Linked DNA regions of Pan troglodytes: region 2 is linked to region 1. The links are chromatin contacts, called in public capture Hi-C maps. All regions are on one chromosome and are shown on one strand. The core of a region is the stretch at or near the end of the contact, and the rest is flanking DNA. Distances in the headings are between cores, read along the strand shown. Region 1 overlaps GNAS (GNAS complex locus). Region 2 has its middle 120 kb from the start of EDN3.

Region 1 (7,162 bases), core at 3,870-6,369:
TGTGTTTTTCATTCCACAATGGCTGGAAATTAATTATAGTATTTGAATATAGACTATCTCTATCTGCATTAGGGAACAAAACAAAAGAGACCCAAAGCTCAGGATCTAAGATGGAGGACTGGAACAAAGATAGAGGGCAGGCCAGGAACTAAGATGGAAGGCAGGCCAGCAGCAAAGATAGAGGGCAGGCCAGGAGCAAAGATAGAAGGCAGGCCAGGAGCTAAGATGGAGGGCAGGCCAGGAGCTAAGATGGAGGGCAGGCCAGGAGCTAAGATGGAGGGCAGGCCAGGAGCTACGATGGAGGGCAGGCCAGGAGCTACGATGGAGGGCAGGCCAGGAACTAAGATAGAAGGCAGGCCAGAAGCTAAGATGGAGGGCAGGCCAGGAGCTAAGATGTAAGACTAGAGCTAAGACGGGGGCCAGCCCAAGAGCTAAGATGGAGGGTTGGAGCTAAGATGGAGGATGAAAGCACTAAGGTGAAAGCACTCTGTAGTACATAAGGATCTGGCTGCAAACTACACTTTCCCATCTAACTCTCAAAACACTAATCCTAGACATAGAAGATTTCTAAGGTTAGGTGGGAAATATTGGGCCCATCTTCCTAAGAGAATTTTAGTCTTGAAAGATCCTGGAAGGCATAGTTTGGCTCCAGAGAGTGCACAATGAAAGAAAGAAGTTGGCAAAAGGCAGTTCTCAGCACCACTCTTGGGCCAGGCCTCTGCAGCCCCTCCTGGAAGCAAGACTGCCTCCTCAGCATGGCCAGTAACCCTCTGGGCTGTGCCTCCTGGAGAAAGGCCTCATTCAGTCCCATGACTGACAAGTTATCAACAGGGAGGTCTACCCTATCAACAGGGAGGTCTATCCTGTGACTAGCAAAGGTTCAGTCACTGCTGTTTGTGCAGAAATTTTCAGCCTCAGAGTGGCATGAAAATCTGAATGGCTGTGCCTGTCAAATGTTGTTTGTTTTGACCCCAGCAGATCCTTCTAGGTTTTCTGCAGTTTAATTATCGGCACTTTTAGGTAACCTCTGATTTGGTGTGCTCAACTGGGCTGGAAGACTCTTAGCAGGTTGTTCAAGGCTTTTGGTTGACAATCTTTCCATCTTTCCTTATTTATTCCCTGTGTAATCGCTTAGCAGAGACTGCCCACTCTTGTTAACTTCCTGGGTTTGTTTTGATTCCATCAAGGGAGTAGCAATGTCTCATACTTTTGTCTTCCCCACGGGGAAGGGCACATATTTGGCACTCAATACATGTATATCGAATGAATGAACAAATGAAAATGCCCGAATTGAGGCAAACTCACCGACCAGGCAAGGATTCATCCTTCTAAGGGGCGTGGCAGACACGTGAGCAGCTACTGCAAGCTTAGAGATGCTACTAGACAGACAAAAAGGAGTAAGGCTATTTCGACCTTCAAGTTAACCAAAAAATTAGGAAATAACTTATCAGTGAGAAAAAATGGGTACATGTGCTAGTCCCTGTGTACCAAGGACTGGGCAGGATTCCATGCTTTTGCCAAGTTGGACATAACCTACAGATGAGTAAACCTCAGACCTGCCAATAGTCAAACATTTGAAAAATTAATTTGTGACAACTGTTTTCACTTGGAACCCTGATGGATTTAACTGTTTTCTTAAATTAGGCATGTCATTTTATGCTAAATTTCCACTAAACATTTCCCAACAACATTTCTTTCTTCCTGAAGAACCACCATGACCCCTAACTCCCTGACAACTCCAAAATGTCACAGAAGGCCCATTTTATAAACATATTTGTGAATGAGTTCCTTTTCGTAGCTATTAGATCAGCAATTATTTTCCCCAACACTGGCCCCTAATCAGCCATTTTGCTAAGTCTCAAAGCAACACAAATTTAGCTCAAATCAATTAGCAACACATTTCTAACTCTTGGTGCTTGGGGAGAGTCTGAACTCCTCCTGATGGGATGAGGCTAACGCCTTGAGAATGAACTGAGAGGCAGGTCAGCCCAGGAAGCCACTTCTGCCTTTGTGGTTGTGCTTTACAAGAAGGCCAAAATGTGGGAGAATGGGGTCCAACCACAACAAATTAGGATGAAATTTTGATTTTATTTTTTTTCTCTTGAGCTGATGAATGAAGCCCAGGACATAGAAAGGCAGCTGACGGAATATTTTCCCCACCAATGCCAGGAAGCTGAAGGTCTGCTCTTGTGATTTGCATCTGGCTGTGATGTTCTCTCTCTGCCCCCCACCCTCACCCCAGCACAGAGCAATCAACCTTGTCCCTGTTCTCCTCCGGCTGAATTCCCCCCTTTTCTCTTCCCCTCACCTTTCCTTGCTGAACAGAATTGTCTTCCCTCTCTAATGAACAGAACCCAAGAGAATAAAACTTGTTTTTCAAAGTGGGGAGGGGGAATGGGAGGAAGAAAGGAAGGAAGGGAGGAAGGAAGGAAAAAGAAAAAAAGAAAACAATGCCTACAGTGGGTCTGGCTGGAACCCAATTCTCAAGGACATCGATTTGTAAAATTCAAAGGTTTCCCCAACATCAAAAATGTATACTTAACTTATCGGATGCTCACTTTTAACCTTAGGGTTTGCTTTGTTTTGTTCTGGATAATTATCAAATTTAAAAATTTATGATTTTTTTTTTTTAAAGAACTAGAAGGTTCTCTGTGTGCCAGACTTTCTAAAACAAAACAAAACCACTTAGTGGGATAAGGCATGTGAAAACACTTGTGCTCCATGAAGTGTGCTACATGCAGTGTGTTCCTAACTTTAAAATAAAACAAAAATTGGACCATCGTTTTAGAATCAGGAGATAAACACTTGGGAAAGCAATAAGAGGTGAGAGGGCAGTGGTCAGAGCTCAGAGGGTGGTGGTGGCCCCCGTCTTGGCACACAAGAGAGGCCTCTGTCCCAGCTCTTCTGGTTGGCACTTGAACGAACAAGGGACCTCATGGGGCAGTGAGATGGGGAGGAGAGGATGCCCCAGCCTGGATTGTGAACCTGCCTCTCCTCCCCGTACTCCTGTCCCGTCTAGCCAGCCTGGCCCCTCAGCTGTGCCAGCCACACCCTCCTTGGCAGCGCTCCACCCCCTGCCTGGTAGAAGGATAATCACTTGCAACCTGATCCTCTCCTCTGTTCTGGACTAGAAGTTCCTAGAGGGCAAGGACCCCATTTGGTGCTTAGAGCTAAACTTGGCAAAGGCACTCTTTTCTTTTTTCTTTTCTTCTCTTTTTTCTTTTCCTTTCTTTTCTTTTCTCCCCCTCCCTCCTCTCTCCCTTCCTTCTTCCTTCCTTCTCTCTCTCTTTCCTTTCCCTTTTTTTTCCTCCTCTCTCTCCCTTTTAATTTTTGTTGTTGTTGTTGTTGTTGTTGTTTTTTAGACGGAGTATCATTCTTGTTGCCCAGGATGGAGTGCAATGGCACAATCTCGGCTCACTGCAAACCCTGCCTCCCGGGTTCAAGCGATTCTCCTGTCTCAGCCTCCCGAGTAGCTGGAATTACAGGCATGCGCCACCATGCCCAGCTAATTTTGTATTTTTAGTAGAGATGATGTTTCTCCATGTTAGTCAGGCTGGTCTTGAACTCCTGACCTCAGGTGATCTGCCCACCTCGGCCTCCCAAAGTGCTGGGATTACAGGCGTGAACTACTGCTCCCTTTCAAATTTTTAAATTTAATCTCTATTTACTTCTTTCCTTCCGTTTGCACCTTAATTTCTCTTTGTCTCTCTCTTTCAACAATAAACAACTGGCCAAAGGGAATTGGTTTTAATTTCTGAGTCGTTCACAAGGACCCCGGGATTTCAAAAGATCAGAGAAGGAAAAACAAAGGGAGGGAACCTCAATTCTTTCCCTGCTCTTCCCCGCTAGCGAAAGGACTGAACAAGTGAAAGAACTGTGAAAGGACGCTGGCGAACATGGACGAGCTCTAAGGAAACTGTCCTGTAGTGTGTGTGTGTGGAGCAGGGGGATTAATAGGAAACTGCACACCATGATTCATGCCCTCTCAAAACTATGCATACACCTGAGTAAAGAACAGGGGGAGATAATGATCAGTAAAATCACAGCAGGGTGAGGGCAGGCTGGGGGGATTTCCTGTAATATTATGATGTCATTTTAACAATAAATACAACTAGAAGAAAAGGCGCCCGGCCAAGTGTGGGATGTGGGTTCCATGTCATGTGGGAAGCGAAAGTGGGCAGTTGGGCCCCAGAAGGGAGAGTTCTAAGAGGGTGTGGTTCCCTCTAAGGGAGGGATTTGTGCGTCTGGCGCAGGGAGAAGACTGACCAAGAAAGCCACCAAATAAACAGACCAAACCCCCAACCACCCCTCCCCTGAGAAAAGCACAGAATGGCTGTATTGGTGTTAAAAGTAAGGTCCCCGGGACCCAAGACAGGATGAGAGCCCCAACCAAAACACCCTGGAAACATGGGGCTTTTTTTCCATTTGGGCATCCTACATTTCATCTAGAGAATTCCAAGATCCCAATTTCTGAGAGCAGACCCAGCCATTCTGAGCTCTCTGCTGACCTCTGGTGGGGAGGAGCTCCCATGGCCCAGGAAAGGTTGGAAAGAGGCAGCCACCTGCCCTGGCCTCCTCTGTTCCCCACGGTCTACAGGGTCACCTGCCCTCAGCCACCACTCAGGGCTAGAAGTCAGGGACTGTGAGGAGAAGAAAGTGCAAGAAAAGCTTTAAAGAATCCTCAGAGGAATATGGGCATAAGAGAATCATGTTGTAGGAAAGTTATCAAGTAAAAGAAAAATTTTTAAATAGATGGGTGGGAGGGACGTTTACCTTAAATCAACCCTGTGTATTCAGTTTCTTTAACTTTGCAATTTTAAGAGAGAGGGGAGAAAGAATGTGTATATGAATGGGGTATGGAGGGTAAATTTGATCAGAAAGAAATAAATTCCCATTGGAGGACTTTGTAGGTCCTTGTGTGGGAGGCCTGTGTGGCCCTTCTCAAATAGATGACCTCATCATTTTCCAGCTGCTGGGTGGGGTGGTGCGGGGGGCAGAAATGGAAGGGAATGGCAACGGTACCTGTTCTTGGAACCAAGGAATTTGACCCAGACACCATCGGACCCAGCTTCCCCTCCCGTGGAAACGAGGCCTAAAGAAGCCAGAAGTGGCCTGCCCCAAGGCAGTGCTGAGCCTGAGATGGACAGTAGGGGTCCCATCCTTAGAGAGGACACCTTCGCTAGTGAGAATGCCCCGGTATGCCGTGAAGCACTGAGAAGTGGAGAGGGGTTGAGGAGGGGAAGAACTTAAAACTAGCCCTGAGGGCTCAGAGATCCTGAAAAACACAATGATGCTTGCATGAATGGAAAAGCAATGATGTATCCCTAGCAAGTCCCTTCTCTGTAAACAATCATTGACCATGCACCTCAAATTCTACTTCATCTCTCCATATTGTCTTAAATGCTAACTTCTCCAGGTAGGCCCCTTAGATTTCCCTGGTGGAAACTGGAGCTCTGCTCACCTATGAACCTCTTTTCTAGCCCTTGATTGAGGTGTGAAAGAGTTTACCACCAAACTCTGCTCCCACAAAGATTCTCCCGGTGATTGGGACCCAGAAACTATTAATTATTTACCAAAGGACAACAGAGGGCCCTACCATTTGATTTCCTATACAATCTGCCATTTTGGAACAGACATTTAAAAAAGTTTGTGTTGGATAGGGGGTTGGCATACCTCATCTATTGAAACTTTATAAGATAATTACATAAGTTTTAAAGTGAGAAAGACATCCCTCCTGTTTTTTCAATTGAGAAAAACTAGAACCAGGGATTTGTCCAAGATCTCAGGACCAGTTCCCAGGAGAACCGGGGCACCAGGGCTGTGAATCTGGAGGTTACCTGATCGTGTGCTTTCCTGCCTTGGCTAAGATCTTCAGATCCACTCGTTAAAAGTTGCCGGGATTTGTCCTTAGATGTCAATTGCTCAACTGAAACCTTTTAAAAACATTCCTCAGCCTTAGGGGCAGGGGCCGTGTCCTTGGGAAGGAGGATTTAGGGAGGGGGATGCGGGTTCTGCCTTAGGCGCCGGCGCAAGGGTGAATTTTTGAAAGCCAGGCTGTCAATCGTAAAAGCCGAGCGCCATCTGCCAGCCGGTTCTGAGTAGCCTTGCTTTCTTTCATTGTTTCCACTTCCCAGCCCTGAATAATTTGTGTTCTCATTTATTTCCCTCCAAAAAAAAGGTAGTTCCTGCTCAGAAAGCCCCTCCAAAATAAGAACCCTATTTAAAAATAAATCTTAGAAGAGAGTGAGAGAGCGAGAAAACAAAGGAAAAGTGAGAAAGAAATTCGAGAACTCCTTAGGAGGCTGCTTTCCGTTCTCCCCTTTCTGGATTGTGAAACTTCTGAGAAAATGAGAGATGAGCCCCCTTTCTTCAACTAAGGCAGCCCTAATGGTCTTGCTTCTTCTTTCTGACCTCTCACCTTCTTGTGGCAGAGCAGATGCCCCACTTTGAGCCTGCCTTAACATCTGAAATCAGACCCTAACTCTGGGGAATCAAGATTGCAGGGCCAGAAAAAAAAAAAAAAGCTGGCTGCGGTGGTTCATGCCTGTAATCCCAGCACTTTGGGAGGCCAAGGTGGGCGGATCATCTGAAGTCAGGAGTTGGAGACCAGCCTGGCTAACATGGTGAAACCCCGTCTCTACTAAAAAGACAAATATTGGCAGGGCACGGTGGCTCACGCCTGTAATCCCAGCACTTTGGGAGGCTGAGGCAGGCGGATCACCTGAGATCGGGAGTTTGAGACCAGCCTGACCAACATGGAGAACCCCATCACTACTAAAAATACATAATTAGCTATGTGTGGTGGCGTGCGCCTATAGTACCAGCTACTCAGGAAGCTGAGGCAGGAGAATTGCTTGAACCTGGAAGGTGGAGGTTGCAGTGAGCCAAGATCATGCCACTTCACTCCAGCCTGGGTGACAGAGCAAGACTCCATCTCAAAAAAAAAAAAAAAAAAGAAAGAAAGAAACAGGAGAGGTGTCCACTATCTGCTATATGTTAGCTTAAGTCTGAGGCTGAGATGCCTGCAAGCCTTTTGGATTCATCCCTGGCACCTGAGTTCCAAGTCTCAATCTCAAGCCTCCTTTCTCAAGCTGTCCCTGTCCTGCCCCCATCTTGTGTCTTGACTTTCTCATACATAAAGCTGAACACAGAGATACCCTCT
Region 2 (6,764 bases), core at 3,272-5,771, 550 kb before region 1:
CAAGACCCCCAGCATCTACTCAAACTTGTCTCCACTTCACCTTGGCTACAACCACAGGACACCCCTCCCCAGTGCCTGCTCTCCTGGGGAGCGTCTCCCCTACCTAAGACCTTCAGCCACTCTTTGCACTGGACCACACCAGTGGCTGCCATCCCTCTCCTTCCCTGAAATCTACAAGTGGTGTTGTCCAGCGCCTTCATTTGGGATTATACTCTCCATGATTCTGCACGATCCCAGGGCCCCAAATATGTAGACACCCTGTCCCAGATTGCTATGACTACCACGACCCCAGGCACAGTAAAGAACCCTCTTCTCCAGAATCCAAGTGTACTTTTCCCTCTTTGAACATCTTTTTGGGAGGATTCTGTCATTGGGACCCTCTTTAACCTACACTGTCATTCTTTCTCTCATTTTCTCACCATCTTCCACATTTCTATTTACAAGATTTTCTTCTCTTCTCTCATCAGTTACCCAATTCCTGGCTGTTCTGGCAATATCTTGACTGTGCTGGAAGCCCGCTGGTCAAGATCAAGCTACCTTTAGGAACCCTGTTGGCTCCTAGGTCCTACCACACAATAAGTATGCTCTGAAACACAAACAGGAGGCTGCAAGAGCAACAGGGAACAGCAAGGAATGAGGCGCGATCATTCCATGGACAACTTCATGGTTATCCTTGGATTGAGTTCTGCCACGTCTCAGCATCTGAGGCCATCTGCAGAGCATTTGATGGAAAAAGGATAGGCGGTCTCTGAAACCTTCAGACAAGAGGCGCCGTCCAAATCATTTGTGACTTTTATTCTTCAATGTTTAATTGTACCTCCTCTGGGATAATATGGCCAATTTTTGAAAAACAACCATAGCAATAAATTTCCCATAATTTACTGCCAGATTAATAGTTTTGTAGTCAAGCTATTATTGTTTTAATAAGAAGAGAAAAAGAAAAACATGTGAAGAGGCTCTGTATGTTCCAGGGTGAGCTCATCAAGGCAGCCCGCTGGACATGCCGGGCAGGGAAAGCAGCCAGCGCGCCCCAGATGGTGGGACCCTGGGGTCTCACGGGGAGGGGAGACAGGACCCTCGGCTGGGTGTTTGCCATCTACCCCTCACCCCACCAGGAGCAGCCTGAGCACAGGGGTCTCTGAGCTGCCTGGGTAAGACTCTCTAGATAGGTAAAGGAGAAATTTATTCTGCCCATGAAGGCAGGTAACATGGTCTTCCGGGAAACTCTACCTGCCTTTGGGTCACTCTTGGACAAGGACATTAGCCAGTGACACATCCATGATTTTGCCTCCTCTAGAACTGGGCAAGGGTTCCTAGTGGCAGGGTGGGGACAGGGTGGGCTCTGAGCCATTGGTTGGCAAAACATTGCTCCTCTGATGGCTTTATCTGGTGTCTCATGGCTTCTTCTCATCTCAGGCTTCACAACCATCATACTAACACAGCACCTTGAAAATTCAAAGACACAGCAAGCCATGGAAAGACATACACGGAACCATAAAAGCATCTTGCTGGCCTGGCGCAGTGACTCACACCTGTAATCCCAGCACTTTGGGAGGCTGAGACGGGTGGATCATCTGAAGTTGGGAGCTTGAGACCAACCTGGCCAACATGGTGAAACCCTGTCTCTACTAAAAATACAAAAATTAGCAGGGCATGGTGGCGTGCATCTGTAATCCCAGCTACTCAGGAAGCTGAGGCAGGGAAATTGTTTGAAGCTGGGAGGTGGAGGTTGCAGTGAGCCAAGATCGTGCCACTGCACTCCAGCCTGGGTGACAGAGTGAGACTCCATCAAAAAAAAAAAAAAAAAACGCCTCTTGCTAAGTAAAAGAAGCCAGTTTGAAAAGTCCACATGCTGTGTGAGTCCAACTAGATGACATTCTGGAAAATTCAAAATTATAGAGAGGTCAAAAGATCAGTGGTTGTTAGGAGTTCAAGGGGGAGGGAGGGACGAACAGGTGGAGCTCAGGAGATGTTTAGGGCAGTGAAATGACTCTGTATGATCCTGTAATTGAGGGCACGTGACATTATACATTTGTCAAAACCCATAGAATGTACACCACCAAGAGTCAACCCTCTTATGAACTTTAACTGATAATAATGCTTCAGTATTGGTTCATCAACTGTAACAAGTGTAGCACGCTAAGGCAAGATGTTAATGAAAATAGGATTATTGGGGGAGGGGTATGGGGCATGTGTGGGAACTCTCTGTGCTTTCTGTTCAATTTTTCCCTAAATGTAAAACTGCTCTAAAAAACCCAATCCTAGGGAATGTGCTTCGAAGCAAGATTCATCCCTGTCCCTTCCACTTCCCTGTGAGTAGCTCTTGTCTGGATCACCATCACCCCAACATCCCAGCCATGGGCCTCACTGGCTCTGCAGAATGCAATCATTCCCCAACCCTCTGAATCCATCTCCACCTGCTCTCTCCATCCTGTGACTTCTCCAGTTCAGGCACCACCCTCTCCTATCAGGCATTGTATTTTACCTCCTAGTGGGCCTTCAACTTTCCTGCTTTGGTCTAAAACAGTAGGAGCCTGCTCAGAACCCACCAAGCACAGGCCTTGCCAACTACTTGCCAGGCACACGGGGCTCTTCATGGTGGGGCCGCATGTGCCCACCCGCGCCTCTCCCTGGGGTGCCCAGCTCTGCTTCTCTCCTATGGCCCTCACAGATGCCCCTCCCCTGCCCTCCCAGCCCGAAGCTCTGGCACCAAGCATGACGTATCACACACCATTTAGGTGACCGCCTCTCTCCATAGATAGTGAGCTCCGATAATGCCTAGGTCTGGTCACTTTCACATTCCGGCCCTGATCCCCTACTCCCTGAACCTTGGGGATTGGCAATAAGTCCCACTGCAGTATTTGTTGGATGAAGTGCAATTTGCCATCATCAAACCTAACATTCTAGACCCATGGAGTAGCCGAGTCTCCGTGCTCCTCACCCAGAGGACAATTTGTATACTGGCGCCAGTGGCTTAGAAAGCTACGTTAAGCATCTTTGCAATTCCGCCACGGTTTGCTCCTCTGAGAACATATTTAATTACTGGAATGTACATCTCATCTCTCATTCCTCCTTCCCCGGCCCTCCCATCCCATGATTAATGTGAATCTGTCTCGCCGTAAAATAACCACGTCTCACTCTAATTAAGTTCTGGTTGTTTCTAACCTGGGTTTGAATGTTCAGCTTAAGAATTTCTCTGTAGCTTTCTAGCAATCCAATGGTGGGATCTCTTCATAATTGTATTAATGTTTCAAATGTAGGCTTTAATAAAGAGAGATTTGTTTTTAAAAATCATTCACCCTAAGAACAGGCAAAGTGTTCTATGGTGATACAGGTCAGAATGGTGCTGGGGAGGTTCTGGTGGAAAGGAGGCACACAGGAGCCTCTGGATCACAGATGTAATGTTCACTTTGATTGGAGTCTATGTGGAGGGCTGAATAACAGCCCCAAAGATGTCCATGTCTTAAATCTAAACCCTGAACCTGTAGGCATGTCACCTTACATGGCAACAGGGACTTTTCAGATGTGATTAGGTTAAGGATCTTGATATGGGGAGATCCTCCTGGATTATCTGGGTGGGCCCAATGTCATCACAAGGAGCCTTATAAGATGGACACAGGAGGATCAGAGAGAGAGGAGCATTTAAGGATGCTACACTGCTGGCTTGGAAGATGGAGGATGGGACCACGAGCCAAGGAATGCAGGTGGCCCCTGGATCCTGGAAAAGGCAGGGAAACAGATTCATCCCTAAAGCCTCTGCAGGCATGCACTCCTGCTGACACCTTGATTTTAAGACTTCTGACGCCAGAACTAACAACAAATACATTTGTGTTGCTTCAAGCCACTAAGTTTGTAATTTTTAACAGCAGCATTAGGAAACTAACCTAGAGTGTCTATATGTAAAAACACACTGACATACACACTTAAGATTCTCACAATTTGCTGCATGTCAGGTCAGATCTTGACTTCAGCGCTACTGGCCCTACAGGCCAGGTGACTCTGTTGTGGGGGGCTGTCCCATGCATTGGACGGTGTTTAGCAGCGTCTTGGGCCTATATCCACTAGATAGCACCCCAACTTCCCACCCAATTGTGACAACCAAAAATGTCTCCCGATGTTGACACGTGTTTTCTGGAGGGCAAACCACCTCCCTTGGTTGTGAACCAGTGCCATATGAGTATTATTCTTCATTATAAAGAAATGTTTACTAAATGCCGTGTAAAATAAACAAAATAAAAACTTTAATCCTACCCTAATCAGAGCACCACAGAATATGCTTACTTTTACCCAAGACACAGACAACCCTGCTCCTTCGAGGAAAGCTTTGAGAGGAGTCTCTTGGCATTATCTTACAGCAGCATCCGGAAAACACCCTGGTTTCCCATGTGTGGGGCAAGGGCAGAGAGTGGCACGCAATGAGGATGTGCCAGCCTCTATAAGGGACTCGGGGTACCCTGGGCGCACTGAGGCACTGCAGGTATGGGAGCTGGCCAAGGACAGGCTGCAGAGGCCCCACTCGCCCTGGATTCTGCCATGTTAAATGGAATTGCATAAATTAGACAGAACTCTGCCTGGGGCTGCTGAAACTGGAGCCCTGCTGAGTGGGGCACCTGGGCCTGGACAATGTGAGGCCCATACAAGATGCTGAAAGCTCCCAGGCGGTGACTGGGAGATGGAGTGTGGGTGGCTGATTAGCTGGAAGGAAAACAGAGTAGAAGGGACAGCTTTTGTTCACAAGAAGTCTCTGCCTGGCCATTTCCCTTCTATTCCACATACAATGCCTATTAACCCCAATCCTGGACTAATTCTCAGGAAATCTACCTTCCCCAATTACCTAATTGCTGTTAAATGATGTTTGAAGAGCTCAAAGAGGGCAGGGCCAGGGCTGACCCCTGAGTTAATTCTGCCTGCTCCCATCAGGGGCTACCTCCTTTGCTAGAGTGAGTCGTGCCTCCAGGGCCTCAGGGAGGGTGGGAGGAGGGAGGTGAGTGTGGCTGGCTTCACTCAAACGGCCACCTCCAAAGGTCTCAGCGCATTCCCACTTGATGTGGGGTCAATAAGGTCACCTGAGAATTCAAAGGGGAGTAGATGCCAAGGGTCTGGAAACCTGGAGACAGACAGCAGCTTGATGCCTTGGGTGACAGCCTTGCAAACAAGGTCCAGCAGTTTCTGGATCATTCGGGTCCCTTCCACAAAGCAGCTCAAGATGGCACTAGAACGCTTTCCCAGGCTGCAGGTGAACTGCGTTGCAGGAAGAGATTCAATCTCATCTGAATTTTGAGGACAAAAGAACTGTTTATCACGGTTTAGGGTGTAAGCCAAGTGCTGAAAACAGGATTGTGGCCCCAGATCTTGCCTGTATGAGAGGAGCCCATTTCTCCCTTTTGTTTAAAAATGAGTGGGGTCTATCTTCATGCACCTTAGCAAGTCAGCAAAATGCTGCAAAGAGAGTAACCCTTTCATTTGTGTTCCCAGGCACTTTACTCCTGAGTGCTAATTGGTAAAGAAAACATTCTATCCCTCTGAAAGGGGCTTCAGGAAGGAGGGGCTCCAGGGAGAGGAATTTGGGGTCGGACTCTTGCAGGACACAGTGGTAGCAGCTGGTGGCTTGCTGGTGTTTACTGATGAGGCTGTTTCTCCCTCCTCCTTCCAGGCAGAGATGAAATGTACAGAACGGCCCAGCTGTTGAGAAGGCTTTTTGCAAGGTTATTTAACAGACGGTGGTCACTGCCCAACATAGCAGGATCAAGGGAAAAAAAACAGACTCTTGCAATTATAAAACCTACAGCACCCTTGGTAACCTGGCATGAAATTTTGCCATCTGTGCCTTACTCTGCAAAGCAGCTAGACGCCCTGCTGGGCTCCTCGGTGCCATTCCTGCTTCTTGAAAGAGGTCCCTGGCACGGTCATGAGAGCTCCAGCATCTGGAAGCTTCTGACCGAGTCCTGTCTGGTGGGAGAAGGGAAGAAATCGGCCCTATCCAAGTGTTTATTATTCACACTTCTTGGATTATTAAATGTTAAAATATATGAAAATGCAGATGTTCTTTTTATGATCCAAGAGTGTGAGGTTTAGACAAAAAGCCTCTATTGAGTTTGGCCCGTGCTCCCCTGACACCAAATCGGTAGGGTGGGGTTTTCTCTGACTGCTGCTTTGGAAAGTTCTCCCAAATCATTTAATTCGGGGAACCAAGAGGTCCCAATACCATGTGCTGTGCATGCAGCCTTCTTACACGGGATCTCTCGAGCATTCAACAGGATGGTCTCTGCCCAGGTGGAGAGATGAGTGTGGGGGCTGGCAGGGATGCACCCAGGTCAGTGGGGCACACAGTGGGCCACGGAGAAGCAGAGGTTCCTGCACAGACAGTCCCGGGTGCCCCTAAGTGGGGCCCTGAATCTCTCTCTGTCAGTCTTTCCATCTGTAAAATGGGGCTAATGATACCAATATCTGCCTCAGGGATCCTCAACCTCTGTCCCCAGAGGCCAGCAACTCCCTCCAGCTGTGACAACCAAAGATGTCTCTAGACATCGTCAGACACCCCCGCCCTACCTGGAAAGGTGTTCACGGGGATTCCACAGGTGAATACATGCAAAACCCTCACAACAGTACCTCGCACGGGAGGTGCTTTTAGAAAATGTTCTCAGAATTGAAGTGCAAAGGAGGCCTCGCTCAGAAGATGGACGAGACTCGAAAGCTCCCTGCTGCTCCTCCCACTCCGCAGGGCCCATGGCTCGCTACTTCCAGATGGTGGTGGAGTTGCACAG

The links. Capture Hi-C pulls out chosen DNA fragments and counts their contacts.
Region 2: a capture Hi-C map of stem cell-derived neural stem cells shows a contact between it and region 1, with 6 times the contacts expected there. The contact joins two enhancer-like sites. A contact is called at or near these places in 4 of 7 Hi-C or Micro-C datasets (blood, induced pluripotent stem cells and stem cell-derived neural progenitor cells) and 1 of 1 other capture datasets (stem cell-derived neural stem cells).

Annotation. Positions count from the first base shown.
Region 1 is chr21:65,163,403-65,170,564 of NHGRI_mPanTro3-v2.0_pri, reverse strand. All of the region lies in intron 1 of GNAS (GNAS complex locus), which reads right to left. All of the region lies in intron 1 of LOC104003639 (neuroendocrine secretory protein 55), which reads right to left. Among named protein-coding and RNA genes, the nearest start is that of GNAS, 31 kb to the right of the region's middle. Within about 2 kb of position 5,119, at least 2 of the 24 cell types and tissues checked have an H3K27ac peak or open chromatin away from gene starts, as enhancers often do. A contact at or near this core is called in stem cell-derived neural stem cells, where this site is marked.
Region 2 is chr21:65,714,723-65,721,486 of NHGRI_mPanTro3-v2.0_pri, reverse strand. No RefSeq gene overlaps it. Among named protein-coding and RNA genes, the nearest start is that of EDN3, 120 kb to the right of the region's middle. Within about 2 kb of position 4,521, at least 1 of the 24 cell types and tissues checked has an H3K27ac peak or open chromatin away from gene starts, as enhancers often do. A contact at or near this core is called in stem cell-derived neural stem cells, where this site is marked.